Linked DNA regions of Mus musculus: region 2 is linked to region 1. Evidence: chromatin contacts called from public HiChIP or PLAC-seq data. All regions are on one chromosome and are shown on one strand. The core of a region is the stretch at or near the end of the contact, and the rest is flanking DNA. Distances in the headings are between cores, read along the strand shown.

The links. HiChIP or PLAC-seq counts read pairs in DNA pulled down with a chosen protein or histone mark.
Region 2: a contact with region 1 is called in an H3K4me3 HiChIP or PLAC-seq map of embryonic forebrain, with 3 times the contacts expected there. The contact joins the enhancer-like site here to the promoter of Slc38a1 in region 1. A contact is called at or near these places in 3 of 39 promoter capture datasets (the 3T3-L1 cell line, cranial neural crest and hippocampal neurons) and 2 of 115 datasets of contacts at active chromatin or transcription factors (embryonic forebrain and neural tube).

Annotation. Positions count from the first base shown.
Region 1 is chr15:96,640,615-96,646,109 of GRCm38.p6, forward strand. Slc38a1 (solute carrier family 38, member 1) reads right to left here and starts at 2,299. Exons shown (of 16, transcript NM_001166458.1): 1 at 1,877-2,299.
Region 2 is chr15:97,670,134-97,675,628 of GRCm38.p6, forward strand. Rpap3 (RNA polymerase II associated protein 3) reads right to left here. Exons shown (of 17, transcript NM_028003.2): 17 at 4,972-5,246. The coding sequence ends at 5,161. Among named protein-coding and RNA genes, the nearest start is that of Rpap3, 33 kb to the right of the region's middle. Within about 2 kb of position 2,283, at least 78 of the 459 cell types and tissues checked have an H3K27ac peak or open chromatin away from gene starts, as enhancers often do. A contact at or near this core is called in embryonic forebrain and hippocampal neurons, where this site is marked.

The DNA.
Region 1 (5,495 bases), core at 1,049-3,548:
TGTTCTTTAAAAAAAAAAAAAAAATCCCTATTAAGATCAAAACCGCAATCAAACTAGGCCGCATTTCCGTTGCTTTCAGCCACTCACTGAGAACTAAGTAACCCAACAGCAGAGTCATTTAAGTCATTTTAAGACAGAGGTTAGGCGGCCATACCAGACCCGTGCAGTGGCGGGACTTGCCAGTTTCCTATAGGGTGAGTTATTTGACAATGAGGCCAGCCAGCTCAGGTTTTATTTCCGTTGTCCTTCTGACGTCAGAAAAAGCACGAGTTGCAGCACTGTTTCTTGTATCAAGGTGACAAATTACAGCCTTGCTAGACCCGCGTTTTGCAAACCATACAATTACCGCCCCCCCCCCACACACACACACTCCATTGTATTCTTTTTAAGTTACAAAAAACAAAAAACCGCGGAGGTGTTAAATCTTGCAAACGCGTACCGTTTTCTAGCAGTGGGTCCTTTCCTCTCTTCCACGTACGACACCGTCTAAACGTCTGAGACAAGTACGCGATCCCCAAGCCAGTGTGCTTCCCACCGATGGAACAGGCTGGTGAGAACCCGGGTCCACGCCGCAGAGCGAGACACAAAGGGCTGGAGTAAGCGCCACCTTCCTCGGCCCGAGGCAGCTTGTGAAAGGCAGTTCGCGGCGTGACGCGCTTACCGCGAAATTCCTTTTGCCGCCATATGCACTCGAGTCTAGTGCGAGCACAGTTGGGCCGAAACCCAGCGGCGGGCGATGCACCGGGATCCGCGCGCTGTTCGCGAGGGTGCGGAGCAGTCCCGCACCCGGAGCCGGGCTGTCGCGGGGGTTGGGAGAGATGAAGACGGGCTACAAGAGATCTCCGCGCGTTTTCCTCCTCGCGTGGAGCGGACCAGTTTATAAGCGTTTTGCCGCAACGTTTGGGGCCAGGTGCGGGGGAGGGGAGACCAGGGCGCAAGGGTCCTGCGCAAGCAGTGGCCTTTTGTTCTCCCGCCCCACCGGACCAGGCTCTAGAGGAAGTAGCCTATCACTGGCTCTTCATTCGGGAGAGAGCCTCCAGAGAGGGAGAGGAAAGTGAGTCACTGCCAGCATCATCCCACTAACCGGAACGGAGACAGGGGCCGAGCCCGTGGAGGTGCAGCCAACGTGCACCTGTTTACCGCGCTGGGGAGCCGGTCTCCGAGGCTCCGCTGCCGGCCAGTCCCAAGATGCAGACTGATTCACTCCTCGGTGTACCTTATGCCCCTTACATCGCATGCTTGGTTCCTAATTCGCGAAAGTGACACCAGATCTGGTGGCACACTCCATCACCATAAAACCAGGTCTACAAAGTAAGGTACTGTACGCCACGGCGGTATCTGGAGTCCCTGCGTTCAGGGAAGGGCACCGGACTCCTGCCTTCTAGAAAGGCGCCGCGACGCTCTGCCCGTGTCCACGAGACATGGAGGCTGTCTGAGTTACCTCCTTCCCTTCCTGTTCAAACTCCCCTTCCCTCCAAGTCGCCGCTCCCTCTGCCCTCCAAAAGCACCTTACCTCGAGAAATAAAGGGAAAGGCGCCACCAAAGTGTCCGCCCTTCCAGGCCGTCCCCGGCAGTTAGATGTCCTTTTTTGTGTCAAGGACTAGCTAGGGAAAGGTGGCCCCAGGTCTGTAAGACTGGGCGGGGAGGATCCGCGTGGCGGGTTTCGGAGGAAGGTAAAAGGCCGGGTTACCGGCGACCTTCAGGAAGAGTGGCGTGGCCACAGCTCTCCTCCTCCTCCTCCTTTTCCACCACCACCTCCTCCTCCTCCTCCTCCTCCTCCTCCTCCTCCTCCTCCTCCTCCTCCTCCTCCTCCTCCTCCTCCCAGGGCTGGTTGCATCAGTTTCCCCCCACCCACACTCTGCCCGCCAGCACTTACATTCACACGCCCGGCGCGGAGGGGCTCCAACCTGACTCATTGGCTCCTGCGAGGCGCGTCGCCCTTTCTCTTCGGCAGTTTGGGGACGGGAGCGCGGCCTTTCAGACCATCATCCCTCCATGCCCGCGCGCCGGCGGAGTTGAGCTGTGTGCGGTAGAGCAGTGCGGGTCACATGCCGCTGGTCGCCGCGCCTTCTTGCTCCTCTTCCCCCCTGGGCTACCAGACCGCAAGGCGACCGCGGCTGGCGGACACCGAGCATCCAGGAAGGGCAGTGCGAGCGGATGCGCGAACAACGCGCTGGTGGTACCCGAGCATACGGAGGCTGCGGGCCTCCCGGCACCTGCCTGCGCCCTCCCGGGGCCTCAGCTGGGGCCACAGCTGCCGCACCCGCACCCTCGGGGTTGGAGGTGGAGCGGCTCACTCGCCCAGGCGGTGGCAGGGGGCCGTCTCTTGGGGTACGCCAGGGCCTCACCGAACGGAGTTGCATTGTGGGAAGGGAGCAGCGTGAGGGTAGCCCCGCGACCCAGGGGCGGTGGTGGACTACGGGACGCGCGGGGACACCTTTGGAAACCTGGACACCTACAGTCCCGCCCCCCCCCCCCCCAGAGCAGCTCTGGGGACCCCTTGGGACTCAGAGTGTGACAATAACCCAAGGGGTCTGCACCAATAGCCCTGCTGCCCCGGCCACGTGACTCTACCCTTGCTGGGCCTGGAAAAAGGAACAGGCTGAAAGCCATATCCGCCTCGGGTTACTTCTCCTGCCCCACTCTTTGTCTGAAGTGCAGCCCCTTAACTGACTGGCTGGCACAGTCGCTTCTCCTTAAAATGGCGACAGGAAATCCCACCTACACACCAGCCAATGAGACCACCACCACCACGGAGTCTGCCGCGTGGAAGCCTGAGTCCCTCTCATCCGGATGGCTCCTGTTTTGGGTCCGGCCGGAGATTCATCAGCCTGACCACTAATAAATTTTAACCAAGAGGATTTTATTCAGACACTGACGCCGAGATGGAATTCCGAATGTAGCACCCAGACACCTCAGCCAAGGGTTTACAAAGGCAAAGAATACAAAGCTTCAATCTGTTCTCTTGCAAGCTTGTTTACAGAAGCAGAACCAGCAGTTAAAAAAAAAACCATAATAATAATAATAATAAAGATTAACCCCTAGTAGCGCTTAACATTTGGAGGTCGAAATTTGCTTTAAGCACAGAGATTTTTAAACATAAAGTTAGCCATCAACATGTTAGCCATCACTGTTCCATCAAAACAAGAAATGGCGGTTGAATCATGATTCAAAAATGACTCTACCTGGAGCCTTTCAAGAGGCTGAGTAATGAATGCTGTTTTGCGGTGCTTACAGATTTTCAGTCTCCTCTGGGAAAGTGGGGGGCCAACCAAGATTTAAGCTTTTTAGTGGCTGGTATTCTTGCTCCCTTCCAATGGCCGTAAATGGTCGTGGTGAGTTAAACACTGGCTTCCAAAGAAACAAGTGGGAGGTGTGTTCTTGAACATGCCTGGAAACCGGAAGGTCACTGCAATCAGAAGGGCAGTTTCTTCCTCAAACACAGCATCTCCCCCCACCCCCCACCCCATTTTTTTTTTGTCCTGTTGCTCCTTCTTTGTGTGAAAAACTTATGTATTATAGTAACACTCTAAGTTTACACCGAAAGTCCATTCTTTTTACCTTTCTTCCTAGAGGAAGTCAAAATTTACGATTTTGTTACGATTATGACTGAATAAGTTACCCTGAATAGGTATATGGGCCAGTAGCAGACTCAATTAACCTGGACTAACCCCCCCCCGCCCCCGCCCCCGCCCCCGCCCATACACCTGCTGATATGAGGTCCCCAACACATATATATATAGCAGAGGACTGCCCGGTCTGGGTTCAGCCAGAGAAGATGCACCTAACCCTCAAGGGACTGGAGGGCCCAGGAGTTTAGAGGTCTGGTTGGGTGGGGGTTGGGTTCTAGGGACATCCTCGTGGAGGGGGGGTAAGGGGGGCGGTATGGGATGTGAAACTGTTGGAGGGAGAGTGGACTGAGAGGGGAATGGGGTCTGGAGTGTAAGTAAATAAATAAATAAATAAATGAAGTATTTTTAAAACTATGTTTAAAAAAAAAAGCCTGTTGAAGGTTGTGCGTCTTTTAAAAAAAGATGTACACTCATGGGTGTTGCAGAGAACATGATCCCAAGCCTTTTAGCTCAGGATGTTACTTAACTTGCCAGCTCCTGTACACAGAACGACTAGTTACTCAGGGCTGTTCGAGCTGAATGAAATAGGAACCCAGCTCGTCCTACTCACTAGCTTCTCGGCTACACGCTTTCTATGCTTCTCGGCTACGCACTCTCGCTGTTTTCACATTTAATCCTCTTCACTTTAGTTGGGTATTAACTGTCCTTTCTGAAACGAGAAAGCAGATCCACAGAGGAGGGAACATTGACCGTATCGGCAGAGGAGGGGACGGATTCCCACTCGAGTCTGATTTAAAAGTCCATGGGCAGTCTTTAGAAGCACAGACCACCCCAGACATGGGTTCTCCACCCCTTCCCAGGGATTTTTAGTTGACATTTGCCACCGAGGGGACAAATGCATCCGTGGCCCTCCGCTTCATAGAAAGACTGTTAGAGAGACATCCTGAGAGTATGGCAGAGGCAGGGTTTAAGAAGTGCCTGGTAGCTCCCTTCTGAAGTCCTTCCAGTAGGTCAGCCGTAAACCCAACCTCGGTAGTCTTCTTGGGATCTTTAGATGATGCCATGAAGATGTTTCCTCACTCACCGAGCGCTCACTAAGAGACCAGCGGAGGGCTAAGCATTTACTCTCCAGAACATTCTAAACAGGGCATGCCACCCTCATCCCTGATTGAAGGGTTAAAGGCTTTACCCCCAAACCGGACAGCTGTAATCTTAAATCTGAAACCCAGAGACAGTTCTCCATGTCTAAAGCTGAGAACTTCCTGGATTCTGTGAGACCCTTGTTTAGCTGGGAAATAGGAAGGGTCCAGGCCATTACATTTGAGATAGGAGCCTCTGTTTCCAGTCTTTCTCAGTTTGCCCTGTGTTAGACTTATGGGCACCACAGGCATTGCTGTCGGGTTGTGACTTATTTACCCACCACTTGCAAGTGAGCATACTGACCAGAATGGTACTAAAGTAGTCAGGATAAAATGGCAGACTTTACCAAGCTGTCCTAAGGGACAGAAAATAGAATTTGAAAAGACAAATTCAACTTCATAGGGAAACAAAAAGAACAACAAAACCAGGATAACCAAAACTATCCCGAATAATACAAGAACTGCTGGTGGTATCACCATCCCTGATTTTAAGTTGTATTATGGCGCTGTAGTAATAAAAACAGCATGGTTTTGGCGTAAAAACAGACACGTCAATAAACTGAATGGAAGGCCTAGACATATTTCCACACACCTATAGACACCTGATTTTTAACAAAGAAGCCAAAAATACACACTGGAAACACACACAGCATCTACAACAAATGGTAGGGGTCAAACTGGAGGATGGCAAATAGAACATATATAGAAGAATGTAAATAGATCCACACTTACCACCTCACGCAACAGCCATTGCCAAATAGGTCAAGAACTTTCCCCTAAGGCC
Region 2 (5,495 bases), core at 1,033-3,532, 1.0 Mb after region 1:
CCAGCCACACTGTGGCTCTGAGCAAGTCCCGAGGGGGAGGGGCAGGATGGAAAATAAAGAGATAACAAAGGGAAAGAGTCAAAAGCTGGGGTCAGGAGGGCTGAGGGGCTGAAGACCCAGGCCAGCAAGTTTATTAACGGTACAGTTCTTTTATTCCTCAAACAGAGGGTGAAGAATGTCAGATGGTAGAATTATAGGGTGCTCAAAATATCCCAAATTCCACTTTGGCAAGGTACATTATGGGATGGCAAACAAAGCATTTCACACCTCAGTGTCTGCAACATTCAGTCACATACACACACGTGAGGAAAATGCCAAGTGCCAGTTCCTGGATTACTGTCCTTGCCCGCCCCAGGCCCTAGCATCCATCCATAGTGTGCCTTGCATGGCACAACCCTGGATTGGCTGATGGCAGGATGCCCACGTCCTATCATCAGGGCCTCTGGACAGTCTTCAATCCAGCCTAGCCCACGACAGTTCCCCAGGATCCTAGTTACTTTCCTAATAAAAAAAGACTTTGACAGAAGAAACATCTGAGAAAGAAGACAATGGGTCTTTCTCCATGTCCGCAGTCCAGGAGCCCAGGCTGGGAATGGTGCAACCGACAGTGGGTGGAGCTTCCTGGCTCAAATAATGCAACCAAGATAATCTCCCTGGGGCATGCTCAGAGGCTGGCCCATCTCCCAGATGACTCTAGATTTCATGTTGGAAGTTGAAATGAACCATCACTAGCCTCCCGCAGTCTTCAAAGACCACGGTATCTGATGATACACTATGAGGACCTGACCAGGAAGACAAAGGTCTATTTCCTAATTTTTATTTTATGTGTGTGTGTGTGTGTGTGTGTGTGTGTGTGTGTGTGGTGTGCGTGTGTGTTGCACTGTGGAGGTTCAGAGGCACTCCTGTGGGAGTCAGTTCTCTTCTTCCACTCCATGGGTTCTGGGTATCGAACTCAGGTCATCAGACTTGGCTGCAAGTACCTTTACCCACAGAGCCATCTCGCCAACCCTTGTATCCTAGGCATTACCCTGAACAGACAGACATACAGCCCACTGGATGCGGAACACCAAGTACTGAGCTCTTCTCACCAGTCAGTGGCTGAAAGGTTTTTGCTCTGCTTGGAGAGAAACCATGGGTAGACAAGAAACTCTTCAAATATGAACTTCTAGAACTTTCTCACCCCCTTGAGACTTAACAGCTGCAAGGGACTAGAGTGGGCAAGTGATATAGGAACGAGCAATGGCCTCTAATATGGCAGCTCTCGTGGAAGTCTACATACCAGAACCATTGCCCTCCCTGTACCTATAGATCGGCTACAGGGACCCTTGGCTACGGCAGCCAGTGGCACAGGTCTCAGCCTCAAGGATGTGTGTCCTTTGGAACTCTTGGCAAGAAGCGATGCAGATTGTCTTCTCTGGCTTCTCCCAGTCTGCTCTCTCCCCATCTGCCATCTTTTGTTTGTTCTCTTCTTCCTCCTTGGCCTCTTACACTCCTCAAAGGCTATTTGGTTGTTAGTGCCCACTGTGATCACTCGAGAGTACTTGCTTCTTGGAGACAGCCTGTGAGAGCCAGGGTATACAGCTGAGGCACCTGCCTCTACTCAAGGTCTGAGGCATCTAGAGGGCCATTCGGGAACTGGACGCTGAGCATGGCTGGGATGAGTCAGGCATCCTCTGCCACAGGGAGCAGGGACTCAATGGACAGGTGGGATTTCTGGGCAGAATCAATGCAATATGAGGCACCACACGGGAGGCACAGAGGGATTTGATCCCAGGGGATATTGCTAGTACAGAGTCCTCTGACGACTGATGCTTCTGCACCTGTCGCATGACCACAGGCCTCTAAGGCTTATGTACCGCCAATCTTCCGCACCCAAACATCAGTTGTCAGTACTTTGTTCTAGAGAGCCAGGTATGAGGCTCATGAGCTGGGCAGCATCAAGTCCTAGTGTGGGGTGCTTATGGGCATCTGTGGTTTTCAGCTGTCAAGCTATGAGGCAGCGAGTGTGGTATCGATACTGTTAGGTTCCCAGTGGGCACCTGCAGGACCCTCGCCTGTCAAGTCAAGGCCCAAGGCCTGAGCTTTTCCAACCATCAAGCTGCTACTTGAAACCAGAGCCAAGGCTGCTGCTCAGCCTACTGTCAAACCCTGCCTACTGCCAGTCTCCATGGTAACCACCCTTCTCTGTTTCTCCTTCTCTGTCACCAGCTCAGCCTGCGCTCTCAAGAGCAGGCAAAGAAAAGGCCACAAAGAGACGTCTATAAGACCTGATGTGGCAACACCAAGGGAGATGGCACAGAGGGTTCCCTAGGCAACTTCCAGCAAGCCTCACTGCCTATCCACACTATCCAAGAAGGGGTGCTTAAACCAGTCACAGCCTGACACTTGTCGTCATAGTCCCTCGGGAAGTGGTTCATCTAGGCTACAGTCACAGAACACACTGTTTCTAACAGCCTTGGCAGAGGCTGTGTCTTCAGGTGCCAAGGCAATCAGCGCCTTTCACTGCCATCTTTTATATCGTTGTATCAAGGGATCCACGGAGTATTCCAGATGGCTGGCGCTGGCACAGGGGAGTCAGGCTGGTGGATGGACTCAAGGCAGTGCAGGGCTGCACAAGAGTCCGAGAACTGCTCATTAGACACTCAGATGACCCTGTTCCCAGCGCTGGTGCTATGGGGAAACGAAGGAAGGCGTGCTCGCAAATATAAACTGAAAGAGCTTAGTACCTACAGTGCTTCAGACAGGCTGAGTGCCCAGACACAGGCGGGTCCTTGCTCTGTCTCACCCCAACCTTGGGCAAGCCCATAAGGTACTCGGGAAAGGCTGTGTGTGTCTAAACTTTATAAAAGCTTAACAGAACACACAAAACAGTCATGTGGAAAAGAAGTCTTTTTATTGCCCCAAATGATTCAACAGTCAGTATAAGGAAGTGAGCGGAGTTCCACTATAGACAGCTTCCTTTTTCTAAGTGATTTCTCCTTAAAAGTCCTGGGTATCATTCTAAAGTGGATTGACTTGAGGATCCTACAATAAATACCCGGCTTGAGAAAAGGAACCCACTAATTCTAGCCTCCCACACAAGTGGTGATACTCTAGACAGATCAGTTTATCAACATTAACTGGACTCCTGTCATGACCAGGTGAATATTACCACTGACATGTTTTTGTTTTGTTTTGTTTTGTTTTAAAAAAAAAAAAAAACCCTTTTGATATACAAGCAGCTTAAAGTCTGGCACGTAGCCAACATATTACAGATGAACAATAACAAATGGAAAGTAAATCAGATGGGCACAGGTGGTGTAGACCCACAATCCTGCAGTTGGGAGGCAGGGGCAGGAAGGTCAGGAGTTCGAGGCTAGCTGATTGCTGTACCTTAGTCTTAGTCCCCTCACTGACTGGATCTCTCTATGAACAGCATCAACCCTAAGAAGTCGGCCTCCTCAGCATTACCTTTCTTCTTCACCTCAAGGAAAGACTACAGTACACAAAGGCCACCAGGCATGTGGAGTGTCAGGCAACCTCGTACAGCATCTCTGCTCTCACTTATTTAGCAGGTGACACTAGGCGAACGACCCACATATGCTTCCATTCTCTTACTTGGAGACAAAGTCTGTGGCTCCTGATTTGCTAGAGAAACCTTGGCCTCTTTGTCACTGTACAGAAACTGTCATGGCCTGGATCTGACCCAACAAGTCTCCCAGTGGGTCCCGGGCTCACACAAGGATCCTCCTGCTGCCCACAAGTCTCCAGTGGGTCCTGGGCTCACACTCCTCCCTGCCAGGTGCTGATCCCCTCCCTACACTCTGCTTCCTCCCTAGCCTTGATGGTTCTTTGGAATCTTTTCTGTCTGAGCCTAATGTCTCCTCCATGTTTGTACTTAGGACCATGATCGCTGGTGGCCAGGGGCTCAGTTTAAATCTTAGCTATAACATAAAACAGCCAGTTCTAAGAGAACAGCTTCTCCTGGCTTCCTTCCAATTTCTGCTGACCGTAAGACAGGTGGGAAGACCCCACGTGAGAGCACTGCTTGGGCCTGCTGTGGTGGTTTGAATTGCTTGGCCCAGGGAATGGCACTATTAGGAGGTGTGGCCTTATTGGAGGGAGTGTGTCACTGTGGGGATGGGCAATGAGACCCTGTTCCTAACCACGTGGGAGCCAGTCTTCGCCTAGTGGTCTTTAGATAATAATGTCGGACTCTCAGCTTCTGCACCATGCCTGCCTGGATGCTGCCATGTTCCTGCCTTGATGATAATAGACTGAACCTCTGAACCTGTAAGCCAGCCCCAATTAAATGTTTGTGTAAGAGTAGCCTTGGTCGTGGTGTTTGTTCACAGTGGTAAACCCTGGCTAAGAACCCAGGCATACAAAGTCCTAATGCTTTGGCACTCATTGTTCCTGCCTCTGGGGTCTTTCCTAAGCATTTCCCATGGGTCCCTTCTGCACCACCCAGAAGATCTCATGTGGCTTAGGGCCATCACTCCCCCAGAGTCATTAAACTTCTAAAAGCAAAGTCAACACTAACCCAGAACCTCACAGAGAAAAGGTTTTGCAAGTAGGCATGGGTTATAGCATGCAACCTGTAACACGCTTGCTACACGACTCACCACCAACACTCATGGAAGCTGGACCAGGTCTGACGCCAGAGTGAGGACTGGGCAGTGAGTGCCAAGTCTAGACAGCTGTGAGCATCACAAACAGCCCGCAGCAGGAGCTGAAGACACTGTCTTGGTCCCATTGTTGGTAAAACGGTTGCTTTGTTTAGGTGCACGGGAAGGGAGAGAGACAACTGTGCTATCTAGTCAATACTACCCGCCCCACAGAAACCACTTTATTAATGTGGACAGGAAGTAGCTGTGTGTTATAACTATAAAAATTCATGAAAATATAAAAATGTTAATTGAGACACTGAGGAATGTAACTAATATAGCATTTAGTTATTTATAAAATGAAATATCGACCCTTATAGATGTAACTCATAAAAACTTAGTTTATTTGAAGCATCTCTCACTAGTTAGGCCACAGAACACTTACAGTGAATCAACTGCCATCCAGAGATAGGAAACTCCTCTCGGGTAAGGTTTCACTTTTGTAAAAAGTCAAACACTTGATTTCAGTAAGGAAAATAATGTACACAGAGGCGGCAACGTCCGATCATGGAGGTCAGCCGCCGTATCTTTTCTTGAGTTCTTCAACAGAATCTTCCTTCAGGTCTGATTTTTCTAAGTGATTGAATAATACATTTGTAACTAAAAAAGAAAAAAAAATAGATGGTATGTCACTCATTTTAAGACACTATGCAAAACATAAATTCAAGATTAATTTGACCCATCATTATTTGATTTTACCATCTTTTTACCATTTTTTTTACCATCTTTTACTAGTAATTACCATTTCTCATAAATTCTTGTATACTTATGGATATTTGTTTGTTTGTTTGTTTGTTTGTTTGCGTAGCCCTGGCTGTCCTGGAACTTGCTCTGTAGAGCAGTCTGGCC